Linked DNA regions of Culex quinquefasciatus: region 2 is linked to region 1. A link is a contact called in public Hi-C data. All regions are on one chromosome and are shown on one strand. The core of a region is the stretch at or near the end of the contact, and the rest is flanking DNA. Distances in the headings are between cores, read along the strand shown. Region 1 holds the start of LOC6046680 (protein tiptop). Region 2 holds the start of LOC6043009 (zinc finger protein ZFAT).

What was found. A called contact is a pair of places that touch in the nucleus more often than the background predicts.
Region 2: a Hi-C map of whole body shows a contact between it and region 1, with 10 times the contacts expected there. The contact joins the promoter of LOC6043009 here to the promoter of LOC6046680 in region 1. A contact is called at or near these places in 2 of 2 Hi-C or Micro-C datasets (both in whole body).

The regions. Positions count from the first base shown.
Region 1 is chr2:147,234,920-147,238,414 of VPISU_Cqui_1.0_pri_paternal, forward strand. LOC6046680 (protein tiptop) reads right to left here and starts at 1,858. Exons shown (of 6, transcript XM_038256883.1): 1 at 619-1,858.
Region 2 is chr2:147,468,824-147,472,145 of VPISU_Cqui_1.0_pri_paternal, forward strand. LOC6043009 (zinc finger protein ZFAT) reads left to right here and starts at 1,402. Exons shown (of 9, transcript XM_038254872.1): 1 at 1,402-1,575.

The DNA of each region.
Region 1 (3,495 bases), core at 608-3,107:
CCTCAGAAAAATTCTGAGCTCGATCGTAGATTTTTTTTCCGTTTAGGCTCTTTTCAAATGGAATTGCTGTATATAAAAATGCATCTTACACCAGTCCGGTTGGTTTGCATTATTATTTTTTTTTAATTTCAAAGTACTGAAGATATTTGTTTCAACTCGCAGAAATAAAAACTTTTGGCGGTGCTAAACATTGAAATTTTTCAAAAAATCTAACTCTTTTTCAACAAGCCTAATTATGCTAAATTTGATCATCAACGATGGAAAATGCATTTCAAATAGTTTTTAGTTGATTGGACTTCTAGCTCCGTTAAAATGTTGAGGTCTCTTGAAAAAAAAATTTTGCCCGACTTTGAATATATACTTGAAAAAATAATTGCAACGGTTTTTTGTTTGATCAGTGAATACATCTAGAGCTGAAAAGGTCCTTTAAACATCTAAAAACTAATATTAAGCTATTGACTTTTTTAAAACTCTAGGCTTGAGGACTTTACATTTTGTCTTTTACGACAGCAATTATGGTAACATTATGGTTTTGCCTGAATTTGACAAATTTCTTCAAACTCATTATACCAACATCATAAATAATTATATATTTTTAGCGAATCAATGAAAACTCACCTTATCACGTGGTTACTGCATTAAGTATCTAAATACTACGAACAATTTCCCAACCTTCCCACAACTCTACTATCGTTCCTATCTTCCAACAAACAGAACAAAAAAACTCTATTCCACACCGACTTGGTGCGCCATCTGTTGCTCGGTGTCGCTACCACCGATTACCACCCTTTTCTCCGTTGACCATCCCACTTCATCCCCTTGAGCGCACGGCACCGCACACACCATCACCATTCCAGAAAGGCACCTGCCTTATGCTTCTTCTCTCCAGCCGCGTTCTCCATCATCATCGCTGCCTTCGTCGGATTCCCCTTCGTTTCGTTCGCTTTCTTCGTTCTCTCCGCGAAGGCCTGAGTCAAAGCAAAATGTGCGTATGCTTCTTCCACACAATCACACACAGCTGCAACACGCACACGCTCGTAAAAAAAACACGCAATACAACCGACGCGAGGGCGCGCACATAAACATAAATTTCACGCGTACATCACTTGGGTGAAGGATGGCGGCAAACAAGGAAACCGACCGACCGACCGACTTGGGGCATGCACACAAACGTACGCCGTTTTCGTGAAAAACATGTGATTTGCTGTTTTGGCTTCCAACAGTTGGTGCGAGCCGGCTTCGCAAGTGTCAGCTGAGTGTGAGGTTATGGTCAATTTGGAAGGAAATGTGGGTTTTTCTAAGAATTTGCACGGAGTTTTACGAAAACATGCGTTTTGAACGGTTGCTGTATCGTACAGCTGGACAGAGTCTAGTGAACCAGACGTGAAGCCATTTTTTGACGGAATCTGTTCAGATACATCGCGAAATAGCTTCTGAACAATGACGTTCTACCCACTCAGACTTTTCGAACGTCTGACGAGCGATTCAGCACGTGCGGTTGCTGTACCGTGCAGCTGTCCGGTACCAGCAAACCAAACGTGAAGCAACTTATGCATGGAATCTGTTCAGACACAACGCGAAACAGCTTCTGAACAGAGAAATTCTACCCAATCAGACGTAACGAGCGTCCGGCGAGCGTTTCAGAACGCACGGTAGACCTCTCCGTATCGTTCAGCCGTACCACATCAAGCTCGCGGCGCGCGTATAGTTTAGCCGGTCGCGTGCACGAAACCCCGGGACCCGACGGCGGAAAAGCAATTCAACGCGGCCTGCGAATCTGCAGCACGGTGACAGTGACTGGCTGCGGGTTGCAGTTCTTGGCCACCAGCAGCCGCTGTGTGCGGCAAGTCCGGCGCTCGGGACCGAGCGAGACGAGCTTCTTGCAACGCATCCTTTCCCCAGCAGCGTAAGAAGCAGGCCAGAACGGGATGGCAGCAATGCATAACCTCCAAATCGCCAAACGGTAGACAAGTTGCCGAGGATTGAAGAAAAATTGGCAGAAATCAGAGCTGTGTGTGGGATCCCCGATGACCACCTGCCGGAACGCTAGTGTTGGTGGAGGCACCACTTGACCCACCGCGCCAACCGATCCGTGTGTGCCGTGCCTCTGTATTGGTGCCAACTTCCCCTCAAAACCCGAACGCGCTCTCTCCCGCTCTCGTTCGCAGAACTTCTCCTTCCTCTCTCACAAAACCGTGACTTCCCCTTCAAACGAAGGGGAAGCTCGTCGGTTCTCCCCGCAACACACATTCAAAATATTCGCCTACTGTGTGTTTGTCGCTGTGTGTCAAAAGTGACACTTCTTCCTGTCGCTCGTCGTAGTTCGCGAGCAAAAAACTCCCAAAAGTTTCACGAGAGCGCGATGAGAGCCGCGTGGTGACAGTCATCAAACATGCTCAGATTTTTGAAGGCGATCGTCGCCGGGTTGATGGATCAAAAGTGTGTCTTAGGAGCTCCGAGGAAGTGTGGTGGTGCGGTGATGAAGTGGTGCAAAGCGAGGAAGCTCGCCATTGAGCGTGCGCTCCAAAAAGTGACGGTTGTAAAACTGAATGAATTATGGTGCGCCCTAGCGCCGCCGCCACCACCGCCACCTCATGGCAGTCCTCGCAGGACGACGACGTGGGGGTCTTGCCGTTTTTTGAAGATTGAAGGAAAGCCGTCGGGGTTTTACGGTGTGTGCGGTTTGTGGTTCGAAAACTGATGGTTTCGAGACTGTTCCGTGATGAAAAGAAAATTATGGAAAATAAAAATCAGTATTCTTAAAATTGTGATTTTTTTCTAGTGAAAAAGTGAATAAGTAACGCTATAAAAATTTGTTTTTGACCTCTCCTTAACATCCAGGGAAAAAATTAGATTTGGAAAGTTGTCGTTCGCAAACTTGACAAAATTAGAAAAAAATTGGAATGATTATTTGCTAATGGCATCAAAAAATACCAAAAGAAATAGGTTAATAAATTTGTTTAGTCGTTGAGCAAAAGTCTTGTGTGTAAAATGAAGCAAGCAAGAATAAGCGTTAGAGAGTAAAGCACCAACAGATAATAGTATTAAAAACAGAATATCCAACAACGAAGGATTTGCCGACGGCATTTTCAACTTGATGGAAGATGTTTTTGTTCATTTCACTAAATTACAGTAAATCTCATTGCAGTAAATAAAAGCAACAACAAAAAATGATTTTTTCTCCAAATTCTCTCTAAAATGATACTATTATTTGGATTAAAAATAATCATGCATTATCATAATATCTCTCTTTTTGCAGTCAGTTCAAACTACAAAAAATATATAGTTTTAACAAGGGTTAGTGATTTATTATGATTTCGCAAAATGCGTGAAATCCACCTACAAACGTTTAAGGAGTTACAAACACAGCCTAGACTTGGAAATCTAAAGTCCCCGAAAGGAAATCGCTTTGAATAATCGAAACTAGAAATTTTGTCATAACGATGCCTTGTTTTAGGTTGCTGAGCTTAAACAATGCTCCAAAGTTATTAAGAT
Region 2 (3,322 bases), core at 152-2,651, 230 kb after region 1:
GCTACACAGGTTGAATCAAATCCATAAACATAAAAAATCATTTTTTTTTTTTCATAAATAAAACATAAGAACTTTTCGTTAATTCGACAAGTTAAATCTGTGTGCAAATTTCAAGCACTGCGAATCTATGAAACAATGTTACAACTTATAGAAATAAATTTGATTTGCTGTTTATTAAAAAAAATCAAAGATCAGCTAATTTTTAAAAGAACAAATCTCGTGTGAGTTTTCAAAAAGCCGTAAGAGCCACCGTGACCTCTGACACTAATTTTCGTTTTTCTCGAAAATGAAACAAAATTTCATTTATTTCAAGTATGGGGCACTTGAAGGACGTGTAGATGAACAATCTCGAGCATTTTTGATATTGGTTTTTCGTAAGTAGGTCGAATACCAATACAAAAAGGACTTTGTTTACCAATGGCTCTTACGGCTTTTTGAAAACTAATTCGAGAAATATCCAAAAATTCAAAACAAATACTAAGGCACACATTTGCATATGTAAAATTCTAAGAATATTTTTTTCAGAAATTTCAATTAATTATAAAAGAATTGCTTACTTTACAAATATTTTTTTGCTCCCTGATTTTTTTAAAACAAATTTTGAAGGGGGAGGGGGGGGGTGACATAAACTTTGAAAAATATTTGCAACGGCCTTATTAGTCATTCTTTATCAACTAAATGACTTTTTGTCATCATATCCAAATAATCATTTTTTAATAAAATTATCATTAAAGAACTTTCTTGTAATGAAATGCTCTCGATCTTTGCGGTGAATTTCGTTTTATTATTCACTATTCTATTATTCACTATTCCAATTTTTCTTGTATTAGAATCACAGCTTTAAAAAACAATTTTACATCTAATTCTAACTCTACAAAAAGCATATCAGACTAAACATCCCGGAGTCCAATAAATTAATCCAAAATATTTTTTGAAATCATAAAAATCATAAATCATATAAAAAAAACACCAAACGCCTCTGAACATCCCTTCACGAAGAAATTCCACTCTGACGCCAACGCCAAAACCATGGCAAGAAAAACTCAACAAAAACTTAAAATCTCACCGGAACGCCGCCACACTTTCTTTCGCTCTTCTTCCAACCGCACACACACTTTTCCTCCCGGAGAGCGCGCTTACAATAACGGGAGAGAGAGCTGCCGTGATGGACATGTACGTACGGACGCACAGACGGACAGACGAACAAACTGTCACACGCGTATCGACTCCGCACCGGCTTGTCATCATTGACGGATAGGAGGAGCAATTCGACTCACTACCCATTAATAATCGGGCTCTCACTCACCGGCTCTCCCGGGAGAGGGAGAGAGCCCGCTCACTCGTACTCGCACACACACAGTGATGCTAAACTGTCAAAGAAGCGTTCGTACAGTGGTGTGCGTGTGTTTTGATTGCAGCTCACGCTCTCGCTCTCTCGGCGGACGTGCCGTGCATCGCGCGTGTTGATGTTTTGTGTAAAGTGGCAACATAATTGATATTCTACGGGTTCAAAGTGAAGTGTTGTGAGGAATTAGTGACTGTTAGTGGCGGAATTTAGTAGCGGGCAACGAACAGGTACTGTGCCGATCCACTTAGCCGTTTAGTAGACTTGGATGTAGGGTGAAACAGGTTCCTAGCAAATGTAAACAAAGGATTTGTTTTGATTTGAAGGTTTTGTAAAAATATTGCTGTCTTTGTGTCGTCGTCCACTTCCTGCGATATGACTTCGACTTTTTATAGATACTCCTAAAATTTTGAGCAAAAATGATTAAATTTCCTTCAAAAAATCATGAAAACAAAAATTTATCCAAACATAACCTCACTTTCGCAATCCGGAGCGCTGCCACTCGCTTACATGTATTGGTGCAATCCTTCACCAATCCATCAATGGCGTAAACGTCACACAGTGGAAGTTCTCCTCTGCTCCAGAAGGTGGCAGCACCTGACGGTGCACACTTTTGCGTTCGGCAAGCCGGCAGTCTGAAATTTTCTTCTCTTTTGCCGACGGCTCTCGCACAGTTTTGTGTCCACCGTTGTTGTTGTTGTTGTTTTTGTTCTGTTTGGTTTGTTGCTCGATACATGCGGACGACGACGAGCAGCGACGGTGTGTTTTTACGTACCGCCCTTTTAAAAGGTGTGGCTTGCTAATAGTTTTGCTTTGCTGATGTTGTTGTTGTTGGTATTCGTCAGCGTTGTCGATACATTCGTACTCTTATTCGCTCGTTCTCGCTCTCGTTCTCGCAGCAGCAGCTCGTGCTCGTGATGGCTTTGACGAGCGTGAATGTTTGATGGCTTGGTTGTTGTTTTTGTTGTTGTTTCTCCGTACTGCGCTGCCATTGTCATTTGTAATAGATCAAATAATTGACAGGCGGTTTGCGTTATTATTTATTGAGAACGGTTATGGCTGACGCTTTGGGAGAGAGGGAGGGAGGAATACGTGACGTGTGGTGGTATATTGGAGATTAGAAACGAGATGTTTGGAATGGGATGGAAATGAAAATGGCCAATGGAAACGGTTATTGGTTATTAGAATGGATGGATAAGGATGTGAATGAATCAAAAGGTTGGTTATTCAGATTAAAATATATAATTTTGTTAACGTTTTTTTTGTGTTAAATTTAATATAGGTTTTGTTATTTAAAAAAAAGTTCCTGTTTTTGATTCTTTAAAAGAAATGAAAACCAGAACTCTCAAATTCGAGTTCTGCGACCTCATTTAAGTCAAATTTGAGTGGTTAAATGCTTACGGGAGTTGAGTTAATCAACAAATGAAAACATGCAAAAAATTGGAAGATGACTGCAGAAATATAAAAAAAAAACTTCAAAGGTAATGCTAGCAGGTGGTAGAGCCTTATTATCATCGGAAAAAGTCTTAACAAGATAATGGCATATTAAAATGCTGAAAATTAAACTATAAAAACATAAATCATGAGAAGCAAAATTGTTCGTAGTTGCTTGAAATATCGCGGAAATATACAAAATTTTCCAAAAATAAAGTTGGCGTCAGAGGGCTAAACAAAAAAAATCTTTTTTATAAATTTGCATTGAAAGCAGTTTGATTATTTCCACTCCATGACAAAAAAAACACACGGATCTAACTGAACAGGAAGAAATAGGTAAACTCGATTTTGTTGTGCTTTCTTTTCGCACGTCGCTTTTTGACGTTTCGAAAAAAACGCTTTTTAATGTTTGACCTTAAATAAACAAAAACTAGCGCATGTAATGTAAACAATAACAAACACCTTTTGTTTGGTTGACAATTCTGTATTGTTCTGAAGTTTTGTTGGATTCGGTTGCCGGAGTCTCGAGTTATAATTACAAAT